Linked DNA regions of Anser cygnoides: region 1 is linked to region 2. A link is a contact called in public Hi-C data. All regions are on one chromosome and are shown on one strand. The core of a region is the stretch at or near the end of the contact, and the rest is flanking DNA. Distances in the headings are between cores, read along the strand shown. Region 1 holds the start of DUSP7 (dual specificity phosphatase 7). Region 2 holds the start of RPL29 (ribosomal protein L29).

Region 1 (6,671 bases), core at 3,757-6,256, 310 kb before region 2:
TTTCTCTGCAGGAAATTGCTCCTTGTGACTAGCCTGGCTGACTGGGAGAAACAGCCAAGGAACTGACGTGTGTGGAGGGCGGGCCGCCGAGGATGCTGAGCCTGTGGAGCTGGGAGGCTCTGGATGTGCAGACGGGTGAGAGCGGAGGCACGTGGGGAACAAACACCAAAGGGCCCTGCTGTCACTGCCCTGCTTGCTCTTCTCTGCCTTCCTGTTCTCTAAGGATGAGCTTCTATTTTGGCATATAAATGAGAAATGATTAGAAATGGGGCATGTAGGTATATAGGTATACCTACATAGGGATATGTAGCTATAGGTATATATCCTCCACAAGGGAGGTTGTCGTAAGGGTGGTGGTGTGTGGCTTTCACACCTGTTCATTTAAAGCCTGCTGATAAAAAGGGTATATAATCGGAAATTTTCTCCAGTTTTCTCCCTGCCAGGAGCCTGGAGCCTGGGAAGCAGAGGGAGGGAAGCAGGCAAGCCGTCGTTGCTGTTATCCCAGTTTGGTTGGATCAGAGGTTGCCCTGATGGCTGGAGGAGCCTGTGGGGACTCATCTCCTGCTTGTCCCTTTCTGTCCTGGATTTTACAGAAAGTATGGGGGCCTCCCAAGCTGTCATCGAAGCAGCTCTCTCAGCCAAAGCAGTGTGAGAAGTACTGGGCTGATATTTCTGGATAAATTAGGTTTTGGCTCTGCAGATTGGATTTGGTTTTTTTGCACCCAGGTGGAAGCGAACCCTTTGCTGTAAAAATGCAGATGATTCCTCAAACTCTGAAGATGGAGCCAGGCTATTCTTGGGTGCCCAGTGAAAGGGTGGGAGGCAATGGGCACAAACTGAAGCACGGCATGTAATGGTTAAATGTAAGGAAACACTTTTTCACTGTGATGGTGGTCGAACACTGCATCAGGTTGCCCAGAGAGGGCGTGGAGTCTCCATTCTTGGAGATATTGGGAACCCAACTGGGATGGGGTCCTGCTCCAGCAGACCCCGCTGCGATGCTCTCCAGAGGGACCTCCAGCCTTAGCCCTTCTGGGCTTCTGCAACCACTAAGAGCTGATCACAGAAAACAGAAAAACAGAGTTCTTGGAGCCTTGATTTTTGCTGCAAAGAGAAGATAACGTCCACCACAGCCTGCAACACTCTGCAGACACAGCTTTGCTCCTCCATGGTTGCCACAGAGCTTCTGGATCTACCTGGAGACATCTGCGTGGTGGAAAGGTGGGAACCAGCCTCAGGGGAAGCCTCCTACCCTGAGCCTCCTTCAGAAGGCCGGAACCTGGGCGTGGATTTTCGTTGCAGCTCTTGAGGGGTTTCCTCAACCTTGGCGGTGCTTTCCAGGTCTGACGAGAGGCAAAGATGATGTCAGAAGAGTCAGGTGGGAGGCAGGAACAGAGGCCCATGGAGATTGAGGCTAATCTGGAAGAAGGAGGAACACAAGTGGAGGCCGGGCACTGCAAAGGCGCTGTGAGGCCGCACATGCCTCCTTTTACATTTGGCCGTGTGGATTCTCCTGCAGGGACGTACCAGAGAACCATTGTGCAGTCTTTGGCCCAGAATCCACAGACACCGCGACATGCAAATCTCCAACTCTAGAGCAAAAGTGCCTTCCAGAGAGGGACAAGCGATGCTGTCCCATCTCGTAGAGCAAAAATGGCAGCACCCAGCAACTCATCAGCCTGAGCTCCCCGCATCCCGGCCCAGCATCTCCACTGGTGACTACACACGAGCAACACCACCCTGACCCTGCTGGACACAAGGCAGCTTCCCGCCGGCAGAATGCACTTCCCAGGGCTCAGCATCCACGCAGGATGGAGCCCACCGGAGAAGCAGGGCGGTGTGAGGAAGGGGAAATCTGCTCCCACCCCCAGGAGCTGCCTGCAGGTTCACGGCTGTTGCTGCACAGGGAGGGCTCGCTGCAGAAAGCGTCGCAGCGCGTAGATCCTCCCACTGATCGCTTGTGGGTGAAGTGCTTCACCAGGCCAAAGTCATCTGACATTTTTCTTGCGGGCGGCTGAAGCTAATGAATCCAGATTAGGCAGTGCGGAGGCTGGGGAGCTAGATTTCTGCTGAATATATACGAAGACAAATGTAAATTCTAAATTTCTAGGGAGTATTTTTACCCTGGCTCAGCGTTAGTGTTGATAAAAATAGTCACAAATTAGTGCAGGAGTAGAAAGTAAATTTGGGGTTTTTTTTATTTTATTTATTTATTTGTTTAATTTTACTGTTAAAGCCGTGCATCTATTTCTCTACCAGGAGTTAACCTCTTACATGCAATAATGAAACATTGTGTAAACAATGAACAACTGCCCTTCCCTGACAGATTTACTCCTACTTCAATTAAGTGATTAGTGAAGAGAACTGAAGTTAAATTATATATATATGTATATATAAAGTGATTCAATCCCAGAAATTCAGCACTGCAAGGAGGATGCTAAGGATGGTAGCATCAAACCAGCCCTCCTGCCTGTTTCCCTAGCAGCTAAATGTGCTTGCAAAGGTGACAGGGAGGGAGGCACTAACTCTGCTGTACAGGTGGGAAAACCTACTAACTGTGCTGTTACCTCTTGTCCTGCCGTGACTCTTGGTCTTTGTTTCTGCAACATAAAACAAAGATCCAGGTGGAAAATAGACGCCAAAACACAGCCCTGGGTAGAAAAAAGACATCAAAACACAGTCCCCGGGCTCAGGAGGTGAGAGGCGGTGGCAAAGGGAGTGAGGAACCGGAGGTGGCGGCTGCCTCAGCATCGCAGGGGAGCAGAGAATGGATGAGGACAAAAGCACCCCGAACCCAAGATGTGGCTGTGGCCACGGTGGGCTGGAAGGAGGGGGGAGTCCTCCCAGACAGGGACAAGGAGCAGAAGGATGCGTGCACACCTTTGTGTCAGGCACCCGCAGCCAGCTGAGGTGCGGCACGGAGAAGGGAGCCATCCGCTTGCTACTGCACAGCGTTGTCCTTGTCCCCAAACGCTTGGGACCCTTCAGAGCTGAGCCGAAAGCTGCTCATTTCTGGGCACCGACCTTTGCTGGCACCAAAGCCACGTGCACGGCAAGACCAAAAGTCACCGAAAGCCCCGAGGCGGCCCCCGGCCCCAGCTGCGTGCGTCCTCTCTGCCTCTTCTGCTCTCCGCAGGAAACCAGATGTGGGTGCCTGCTCCTTTGCAGGGCACCGAGGAGCGCAGAGCTCTCGGCAGAGCTTCCTCTGCAGGGGAGATGCGCCGGGAGGCGGCGGGGGGACGGCACGCGGGGACCCGCCGCCGGTGCACGGTGATGACTCGGTTTCATCTCGCTTTTGGCTTCGCTGCATTTTGGAGCAGCTGACTCAAGAGGGCAGCAAGCCGACAGGCTGGCACAGCCTCCAGCTGCCAGCCCTGCCCGCCCCTGACCCCGCCACGGGCCTGTCCCCCCGCGGGGCTGTGTTCACCATAACCCCACCGTAACCCACGCTCCTGCCACAGGAGGTGGGAGAAGCCGGGGGGGCTCTATTGCCCCCTCCCGATGTTCCCCGGCTCCTGGCTGGGCAGGCAGGGATGCCACGCTGCTGCTGGGTGACGTTCTCTGGCCCTCACCTTCACTGGCGAGAAATCTGGTCTTGCCTCTGCAGGTGATGCGCCTGGAACCTGTCCTGCTCGGAGGTTTACGTGTTCGCTAACGTGACCACAGGACGGAGGTGAAGCGCATCCCTGCTCACAGCGGTTACTGCTGCCTCCCAAAGGGGAGCCCAGGAGCCCCCCTAAAATTCCTGGCACTGAGCGTACCCCCAGTAGGCTGAGCATGCTCAGTACACCAAGGGCTTTAGACCCAGATGTGCCTTCTTTGCACAGCCCACTGCTGTTCCACTTAGGAATCGAAGGTACTTTGAGAAATGTTCTGAAAGGTCAGCTATTTTCACAGTGGCTTGCATAAGAACCTCAACATCCTTTGCTGCAAGAGTGGCGTTAGTAACTTCCTACTGCAACGCTGAATCACAATAGCTTCCCACAGCAACCAGCAGTAAAAATAAACTGGGCAAGGGGAAGTGGACAGCTTCAGCTGTTCCGCTTTCTCAGGCACACACTTGAGTCACAGAGAAGCAATGTAGAAGCAGACGTTTATTTTGCTGATAGCAATGAAATCCACGAACGGCTCTGAGCACGGTCCTGCTGAAAGCACAGGGTTTTGTAACGGGATGCTCGACGTGCTCGAAGTTCAGCATGTTCCCAAGTGCTGCGCTGGTTCTGCATTCCCATTAGGGTTATGCTTAACGACCAGGCTAAAAGGAGACAGGCTGGGGCTGCGTGCTTTATACAATCCAGCATGTATTTTTTTGCCTAGGCACACAGCATCATTCGAACAGCAGCTTTAAAGCCTGTTACAACTCAGACTGCGTACGTGTGTTTGTGTGCGCGTGTGCAGGGAAGGGGGGTGTTACAGAACGACATCTTTCCCGTTACACAAGACACATCCCGGGCCTTGACTTTCAGCCGGCTGGGAAAAACCCCGCAGACACCCAGCCGGGTCCCTGAGCCTGGGAGTCTGCTGCTGGGGCAGACCCAGGCCCTTTACCCTCTGTGGCAGTATTTTCAGGGAGGGCGTAGAGCGAGGGGCTACAGTGAGAAGAAGCTGTTGCCACGAAGGCACGGCTCGTCCGTCTTGGGCTGGGAGCGGCTGATGCCCGCGGGGATTTGGGGAGCGCAGGCCTGGAGGATTCCCGGGGGGGGGGCCTGGACCCGCCGCCGCCTCCCCGGGCCTGGGTCCCGCCGCCGAGGCCCGCGGGACCCCGCGCCCCTTCCCGCGCTCGGCGGCCCCGCCCCTGCCCATATACGGCCGCCCGCCTCCCTCCCGCCGCGCCCTCATTGGCTCCGGCGGACGGCGGGGGCGTGGCGGCGCGGGAGGGGGCGCGGCCTGTCGGGCGCGCCATGGCGGGGCGGGGCGCGCCGAGCTGTGCCGCGCCCCCGGCCCCCCCCGGCCCGCCCCCCGGCCCGCCCCCGCGGCACGACCCGGCGGGCCGGCGGAGAGCCCCGCTTTAAGGGAGGCCGCCGGGATGGGGCGCGCCGCCTAGGGCAGAGCGGGGCCGCCGTGCTCCGGGCCGCAGGCAGCGCGCAGCGCACGGCCGGGCCGAGCCCAGCCCAGCCCAGCCCAGCCCAGTCCAGCCCAGGGAGCCGCGGCGGGGGTGGCCGCTGGGGGCCGGGCCCTCGCTCGCTCGCTGGCCGCCCGCCCGCCCGCCGCCGCCGCCGAGCCCCATGAAAACGCAGGTCTGGGGGAGCTCCCCGCGGGCGCCCATGGCTGCGGCGATGCCGTGCAAGAGCGCGGAGTGGCTGCAGGAGGAGCTGGAGTCGGGAGGCGGCCGGTCGCTGCTGCTGCTCGACTGCCGCCCCCACGAGCTGTTCGAGAGCTCGCACATCGAGACCGCCATCAACCTGGCCATCCCCGGGCTGATGCTGCGCCGCCTGAAGAAGGGCAACCTGCCCATCCGCTCCATCATCCCCAACCACGAGGACAAGGAGCGCTTCGTCAAGCGCTGCAAGGCCGACACCGTGCTGCTCTACGACGAGGCCACCGCCGACTGGCAGGACGGCGGCGCCGCCACCTCCGTGCTGGGGCTGCTGCTCCAGAAGCTGCGCGACGACGGCTGCAAAGCCTATTACCTGAAAGGTGAGCTGCCCCCCGCCCCGGAGCCCCGGCCGGCCCTGCTCCCGCACCCCCCCCCCGCGCCGCCGGGTGCAGCGATCCCCCCCGGCTTTAATCCCCGGAACAAAATGGTGGGAGGCTGCCAGCGCCCCGCTGCCTTCTCCCCCCCCGGCAGCGGCGGCAGCCTTCGTGCCCGGCGGGGGCAGCCCCCTGCGTTCCCCGCAGCCTCCCCTGCCCCGACCCCAGCAGCCCCCGGCTGGGTCGCTGCAGCCCCCGCGGCGCCCCACGCCTCTCCCCTTCAGAAAGGGCCTCCGTCCCTTGTATTTCCCTTCCCCAAAAAAAGCCGCCCGCACCCCCCATTCACTTTCCTTGGAAACAGCAGCCTGTCTGGGAGGGGGCTGCCCCCCCCCACCTCCCCCGTAGGACGATGCAGGAGCCGGGGGGGGGGGGACCCTGCGTATCCCCCCCCCCCCCCGCACATGCCCTTTCCTGCGGTTTTGGGGTATCTGGGGACCGTTTCGGAACATCCCGGCGGGCCTCCGTGTGGGGCTGAGCGGAGCCCGCAGCCGGGCTGCCGGCCCCTTCCCGGGCTGCCGGTGCGGTCGCTGGGTGGCGGCGTTGGGGCAGGAATAGCAGCGGAGGCGAGGCGGCCCTGCGGGGGAGGGGTGCGAAAGCTGCCACTTGCAGCCCTTTAAAAACGCTGCTGCTCCTTAATAGACCCTTTTATGGGAGCCGGGGGAGCCCCTGGTATGGGCCTGGGGAGGCAGGGAGATAGGCAGGTATTTGGGGACGAGCCCCCAGAGCGCACTGCTCTGCACCAGCCTCCTCGGAAAGCGACGTGGAGGGGGGGACCCAGGCCCCGAGCACAGGGACTGGCCCTCTTCCCCGTGCCCCCCTTCCCTCTGCTCCCTGCCGGTGCTGGTGGGCGAAGCCCCCAGCCCGTCCTGGCTTCGAGCTTCCCAACGAGCCCTGCTGCTCCTCCGCTTTGACTTCGTGTTTCTCTCCCCGTCGTCCTCCTCCTCCTGGAGAGGAGGGAGCAGCTTTGAAGTTGCTCTGAG
Region 2 (7,232 bases), core at 3,780-6,279:
CCCTCTGCCTTTACATGCCCGCTGTGGGTAGGGAACAGCAGAGAAGGGCATGGGCCGTGCTCAGAGCCGGGTTTGCAGGATGATGCTGGACACAGCGCAGTACTGGAAGAGTTACAGGTGTGAATTAACCCTCTCGGCAGCTTTGCTTCCCTCGGTCTGCACACCGTACAGCCCTGTTGTACAGAATGCCAAGCCCTTCAGCTTGACTTTAGCAGCCCCAGCATTGTGTTTTTGCCTCAAGTGAAGGCTCCTCAAGTGATTTAAGTCCTCCCTGTCACTGGTGATAAAAAGCTCTAGGGTTAAGAGATATCTTCCTCTTTTTTTTTCTTTTTTTTTTTTTTTAAATCCTCCTGCTTAGTTTGCAGCTGGAAAAGAAGGGGTGTTTTCGAGCTACTAACAACTTGGTAAAATGGGCTAATAAAAAAATGGGCTGAGAATACAGCGTGCTTTATCGGAGCTGATGCCTGACCTCACACTGCTACAGAAGTAGCTTAGCGGCACACACAAGCACCTCTTGCTGCATCGGCTTTTGTTTCCACATGCTCAGCTGCAGCAGTGAGCAGAAGTGCCAAAGTGAGCTGGGACAACTTAGATATTTAACATGTAAGCAGGAACAGCGATATCCCAGCCCAGACACATCCTTTGAACCTCCTGTGCTGCGGCCAGGCAGCCATCCCACAGGTGACGGGCTGTGCTGCCTGCAGTGAAACCCCCGGCACATGCACCAGCAGTGGGGTTGCAGCCTGGAGGAGATGTGACTGGTTATATTTCTATGTGAAAATACGTTTCCATCCATGCAGGGCTCAGGACATGCAGCCCTCTTTATTTGCTTTATTGTTTGATGCCTCCTGTCTCAAAGAGGGGCAGCAGGGGGTAGAAGTGGGGCTGGGGGTCCCATCCTGCCCCTGCCTTCAAGCAGCACCCTGCCTGCCTGGCTTTGAAGGGTTTTCAAAAAAAAAAAAAAAAAAAAAAAAAACAACTCCAATCCAGCAGTTAAATCAGTGTCTCAGCCCTGCTCAGAGGATGTGCAGGATCAGGCCTTGCTTATCTCCTTCCCCCTCCCCAGCCCTGCCTTCACGCTAACCTACTTTCTTGCTTTGTGGAAAGAACATCTTGGATTATGGTGCTGCAAATGAAAGGATTCAGTCATTGCATCAGGCGAGTCGCAGGTAAGCGCAGGGTTTAATGTCAGCTTGTTGGCAGCTTCTTTATTCCCTTTTTTTTAATTATTTTTATTCCTCCTTTGCACAAACAAGCCGTCTTTGTGTGGAAGTTCATTTTCCTTTTTAGCCAGGGCATTTCTCAGCGTGGCTTTCCAGTAATCCTTGTGGTGCAGATAAAGCAGAGCCAAAGCAGATCTCTTTCACTGTTTGTGCAGAGTGCACCAATCCCATCCAGAACTGGGGTGCAGCTCACGGGAGGGCTGTCCCCGCTGTCCCAGCCCCTGCCTCCAGGCAGAAGGACAGAAGTTGAGCCCAGGTGGTGGAGCTGCAATCCTGAGACGAAACGCAATCTTGCTGTAACTCCTTCCAGTGTTGGGCTTTGTTTGCGTTAAGGTGCAAGCATCAACACCCTAGACCCCTAGGGTTAATAATAATTCAGGGGAGAAATGAATACAGACATGAGCTCAGCATCTCTCTATGTCAGCCCGTTCCTCCCAGCCACCTCCACCTGCCTCCCCGGAGCAGCCACCAACCTGCTTCCAGCGTGGCACAGCATCTTGGTGGCCCTGTTCATCTCCTGACAGCTTTCCAGCCCCAGCTTCCAGCCCCTGCAGCACCTGCACCCTCGCAGACTGCCCTCTCCACCTCGCAGGAACTGCAGGCTCCGTTTTCGCAATCGCAGTGCTTGTCCGGTCTTTGTGGGGTCATGCAGCCACATCTGCAGCGGGATGGGGCTGGCACAGAGGGAGATCTGCTTTTAAATCCCTAAGCTCCCCCCAAATCCAGCATCATCATTCAAATGCCAAAAAATATACAATGTAAAATAAAAAAAATAAGAGACTACCGTACAGTCATCAGTCCTTTATTGCCATGTCGATACATTTCAGATGCAAGTCCTGCAAATGGGGAAGACCTAATTTATGCGCACCTTTGGGTTAACTGAAGTTCAGGGCGTTCTCCAGGCAGGTTGGTGAAGGTCCATGTAAAGTAACTTCCCTCCCCAGCTGGCCAACATGAACGTCCCCGTGCCTCCAACACCAGCACACGAGGATGCGGCATCCTGTGCATGGGCTGGTCTCGCTGCCAGGCGCTGAAGCAGCTCCTGCACCCACCGCGCTGGCTCCATCAGGCTCCCTGGGCTTCGCAGCACCGTGCCAAAAATCCCTCCCCATCCCCACCATATCCAAGAGAAGAGGGGAAGCCTTCCTTCTTCCACCAAGAAGGAATTTGCACCAGGGGATGCTCCTTCTGTGACGAACACAAGGAACCAAGTTCTTCTCCAAGGAAACATGGTTCTCCCCAGCCCTGCGTGAGGTCTCCAGCAATGAGCCCAGCCAGAAGAAGCATCCAGGGTGTAGGCAAGAGCAAATGCAATGCTGCTCCTTCTGGCAGCTTGGCTGGCTCCTGGTGGGACTCAGGCTGAGTGACCATGACGTGGGCCACCAGCACGGACTGTCCTCCCGAGGAAGGTGTGGAGGTGGAAGGATGGAAAAGGGCTGTGAGCAGTGGCAGCTCTGGGGGGAGCAGAGGAGGTGGCAGGCCCGATGGGAAGCTCGTTTTGGATCACGCTCACCCATGACCGTCTTCCTCATCCAAAGCAAATGCAATGAAAATATTGCTGGGGAGGGGTAAAATAAATGCAGTTCCCAGCCTCTCCCAGTGCCCCTCTTCTCCTAACTGAGCCAACCCCATGGAGCACACAAGCCTGGGCTGTTCCCATGTCCCTGCCATCAGCACTTGCAGGGCGGCACCACCAGCTCCCAACCCCCTTAGGGACACTTCTGCTCCAGAAACCCCCCTTCTCTTGAAACCCCAGCCTGATGATTGCCACCAGTTGTCACCGTTTTGTCTCATCTTTTTAGGAACAGCTCCCCCAGGCTCTGGGGATGCTGGGGACGTGGTGTTTGCTGGCCCAATGAGGGTCAGGTTTGAGGAGAGCCAGACTGCAGGCTGGCTGGCATTTTCAACAAGCAAAATATTTTTTTATGACCTCCTTCATGTCTTTAAGAAAATTATAATGGATGTCAGAGCAAAAAAGCCACAGTCGGGTAGGATTGGGAAGTTTCTGCATGTCCTGCTGTTATTTGCTGGAGATGTTCCTTCTCGCTGAGTGGGACCGGTGCTCCCTCTTTGAGCCCAGAGTGGCATCTGTTAGGCTCAGGCTCCCTCTAGTGCCTCTACGTCCTGGTGTCCCCGCTTCTCCAGGTGGCTTCTCCAGGGCCTTTTGTCCCTGGGGACCTTCCTTCGTCCCTACTCCCCTCCAGCATTGCTGGTGTGGGCTTACACCACAGCCAAGCCCCGTTTGCCGTCTCCCCCTTCCCAGTAGCTCAGCAGTTTTTAGGAAGGCTCCAAAGCCCATGTCAAGCAAAGTCCTCTGGGCTCCTTCCAGCCAGCACCTGACCCTCTCAGCACGTGGATGTGTTGGCACGAAGGGCACCCCATGTTCTGCCCGCCTTTCACCATGGGCTGGGGCAGAACCAGGAAACGCTGGGAGAAGTTTCTCCCACGTCCATCTTCCATAAATATCAGGACACCACCAAAATGCCATGTCAGACGTCAACAAAGTCCTGCCCACCTCTCTTTGCAGGTGGTTTCTCAGAAAGCAGCAATGCTTTTCTGATCTATACCCATGGGCATCAGCGCAAAAGCCACATCAAACCCAACAGGATGAATTGTGTAATGTGAGGGCATCAACGGAGAGGACACTGTTGTCAGAGACACTTAGAGATTTTTGTTTTAACTTATGATTATTTTTTTTTTTCAGAATAATTTTGCAGCAGTAATAATTACCACCCTTTTTAATGAGCGCAGCTCTTGTAATGGATGACACGCAGGATAACATGCACTAATTATGTCTGTAATCGCTAAAAGCATGGTTGAAGGTTTCAAACCAGCTGATCGGTCTTGGTGAGGCTGTAATTGGAGACACAGCAGCTCATTAGAGCTTGGGAGAGACTCGAGGGGTCACAAGAACCCGACAGTGCATCATGCTTGATCCCGCCCTGGGTCATCCTTCCCTTTTTGGTATTCTGCCCTGGGTCATCCTTTCTTTTTTGGTATTCTGCCCTGGGTCATCTTTTCTTTTTTGGTATTCTGCATTTGCTTACAGTGTGTTATAAACAACCCTGAAGGTACCATGCTCAAACCCATAAAGGGACTGCAGCGCCACAGTTTTGTTTTACTTGAAAGAGGATTGCTGAGACTGTAAAATAAAAACTTCTGTTTCTTCCTGGTAAGGAAAGCTCAGAAATGAGTGAAAAGGTCAAGAGTTTTCTTAATCCAGTGGCCAAGGTAAGGGCAGGGTGCTTGCTTCTGCCTTCTGCAACGCAGTGGGGCAAATGTTTTTCTAGGATTTGCTTTCGTCAGCTGCCAAGCTCCTCTTGCTGGGCTGTGAGGGGGAGTTTGCACATGGAGAAGGGTTTGGGGAGCAGCTTGCCCGAGCTGTCCAGCTGCACCGTGCCTGCGGCAGTGCTACTTCCATCTATTTGTGCACCGTGTGCCCGCAGCAGCTGCCCGGAGGGAACTAACACAGCTAAAAAACGTGCAACTTAAGATTTCGCTGGAAATAAGTACTGAAGTTAAATTGCGTTGGCTTTCTTTTTCCTGACTGGTTTCATTTCAGCCCGGCCGCTTTCCCCGTCTGTCACGGGTAACTTATTTTTCCCCCCGTTTTTATGACAGGACGAGGCGACGAGCTGGAGGGGTGGCGGGGCGGCCAGCGGCTGTTTTCTTCCTCCCACCCCGGCTAGCTGAAGCAATTCCAGCGGGGAACGGCCTGTCGGCGGCCATGCTGCGGGGGGGCACCGTGCTGCCCCGCAGGGGCCGGGCCCGGGGCCGGCCGTAGGGCGGAACCATGCCGCGGGGGCGCGTGTTGCGCACCGGGCCGTGCCGGGCTTCCGGTGCGGGCGGCCGCCATTTCCCAGCAGCCCCGGCGCCGGGCCTTTCTCTTCCGGTGCGGCGGCAGCGGCTGCGTTTGGGTGAGTGTCGCGATCGGTCGCGATCCGCCTCCATCCGCCTCCGTCCGCGGCCCGCGATCGGCGCGGCGGGCTGGGAGGGGAGGCGGGGAGCCGTGCGAGCCGATCCGAGCCCCACGTCCGTGTCCGTGTCCCGCAGGTGCAGCCATGGCCAAGTCCAAGAACCACACCACGCACAACCAGTGTGAGTCGGGGCGGGGGGCGGGGGGCGCGGGGCCGGGCGCGGCCCTGTCAGCGAGGCTGCTGCCGGGGCCGCCGGGGGGCCGAGGCGTGTGCGGGGGCAGCGCCCCTCGCGCTCTGGTAAGGAGCGGCCCCAGATCCGTGGGTCAGGGGCTGCAGTGCCGGGGGGGGAGAGGCGCTGCCCTCGTCTGAGTCTAGCCAGGGCGCGAAGGGTTGGGTGGCTCGTAGTTTTGGCGGATATTCAAAAGGAAGCTGGTGCAGCTGTTTAACTGTGGTTGAAGTTTTAATTTGAGTTGTTTCCTTGTTTTCCGCGTAGCCCGCAAGTGGCACAGGAATGGCATCAAGAAACCCAGGTCCCATAGATACGAGTCCCTCAAAGGGGTGAGTATGTCTGTTAATGTTCTTGGGCTGGTCGTTTGCATGACAAAATCCAGCCTTGGTGTTTCTTTGACTGCCAGCTTTCTAGCAGATGGGGGCTTGTGTTTTGGAGGGTCAGAACCGCTGGGGGTCCCTCTCTCATCGTGTGCTCACCTTGCTGGCAGCAGTGATAGTTCTAACCCATCTGAAATCCACATTGCACGTCTACAAAAACTAATTTTGAGTTACTGGCAAATTTTGTCTCTGTTGCACGTCAGTTGTTTCACCGCTCTTTTCTGCTTTGATTCCCGTTGTGTCTCCTCTGTACCCTCCAGCGTTGTTCCGCTGGCTGTACTAATACACAGAAGCTCATCCAGAAAGTGAGAGGAGTTGACTTTTCTGGACGGTGCACGTGGAAATGGCAAAATCTTGCTTTTTCTGAGGTTATACACGTGGTACACCACTGTCTTTCTCCACATTTGAAAGGGACAGAAAAAGCAGGATGTTCTGGCTACAGAGGGGGCTGTGGTTCCGTTTGCCTTGTAGATGTGATGATTGGCTTTTCAGAGGTGATGTAAAAGCTTGTCTTTTGCCTAGCTCAGTGAGGACTCAGCACCCTGAAAACAGCTGGGCTGTTTCTGAGTGTGTCCTCTCGCCAAGAGCGTGTGACTTGAGATGGCAAAAATCCTGTGTGGACCAGGTGAAATGCTGCTTTCAGCAAAGTAACGGATGTTTCTCAGTGGGATGCTGACATTTCTGAGAATTGCTCCTAGCCACGAAAGGATGTGTTGTGAGCCACTAGTGGACAAAAAAAATAAGGAGCAGCTCTCTTCCATGGTGGTATATTTTTCCTTTAATATAAAAAAGAAAGGCCCAAGGAAACGGTGTTGATCTTTGCCAAAGGATTGCATGCATGTATGCTCACCTGGCAAGATTTGTTTGTGATGCTTCTGATTAAGAATGTGTCATGGCACAAAAATGAAGTTTGTCTTGTTTACATTTTTACTCAATTTATCCTGTTCTTTCTCTATATTTATTGCTGGGGCTTGGGATCCTTCTTAGTTTAGAAATGAAGGAAAATAGTTTAAAGGATGGCTATACCTGGTTAAAAGAATTCTGTTGAAATAAGAAAACCAAATGAGAAAACTTACTTGAATTAATTGCAGCTAGCATTTGGAAATCACTGAAGCATAATGGAAACATGTTTTTACCTACGTCTTTTCTGCAGCGTGTCTTACCTTTTTCCTTCGTTTTTATAGGTTGATCCCAAGTTTCTGAGGAACATGAGATTCGCAAAGAAGCACAATAAGAAGGGGCTGAAGAAGATGCAGGCCAACAATGCCAAGCAGGCAGCTCTGCAGAAAAAGGACTGACGTGGTTTAAGACAAAAGAACCAGTTTTCCTGTTGTCATGTGTTAAAACATTTTGTACAAATAAAATTGGACATAACTAAGTCTTCACCTCCTGAATTTGAGGAGAACCCTCGAAAACGTCCTGAGCTGTATTTTAAATGCCAGTCGTGTCATCACGTCCGCATGTAGCAGCTAGTGTGTGGCTT

Evidence for each region. A called contact is a pair of places that touch in the nucleus more often than the background predicts.
Region 1: a Hi-C map of liver shows a contact between it and region 2, with 1.6 times the contacts expected there. The contact joins the promoter of DUSP7 here to the promoter of RPL29 in region 2. A contact is called at or near these places in 2 of 7 Hi-C or Micro-C datasets (both in liver).

The regions. Positions count from the first base shown.
Region 1 is chr10:17,641,831-17,648,501 of Taihu_goose_T2T_genome, reverse strand. DUSP7 (dual specificity phosphatase 7) reads left to right here and starts at 5,006. Exons shown (of 3, transcript XM_048074605.2): 1 at 5,006-5,637. The coding sequence starts at 5,226.
Region 2 is chr10:17,329,662-17,336,893 of Taihu_goose_T2T_genome, reverse strand. It overlaps RPL29 (ribosomal protein L29), which reads left to right and starts at 5,029. Exons shown (of 4, transcript XM_048074616.2): 1 at 5,029-5,140; 2 at 5,277-5,321; 3 at 5,634-5,698; 4 at 6,934-7,127. The coding sequence starts at 5,285. The coding sequence ends at 7,047.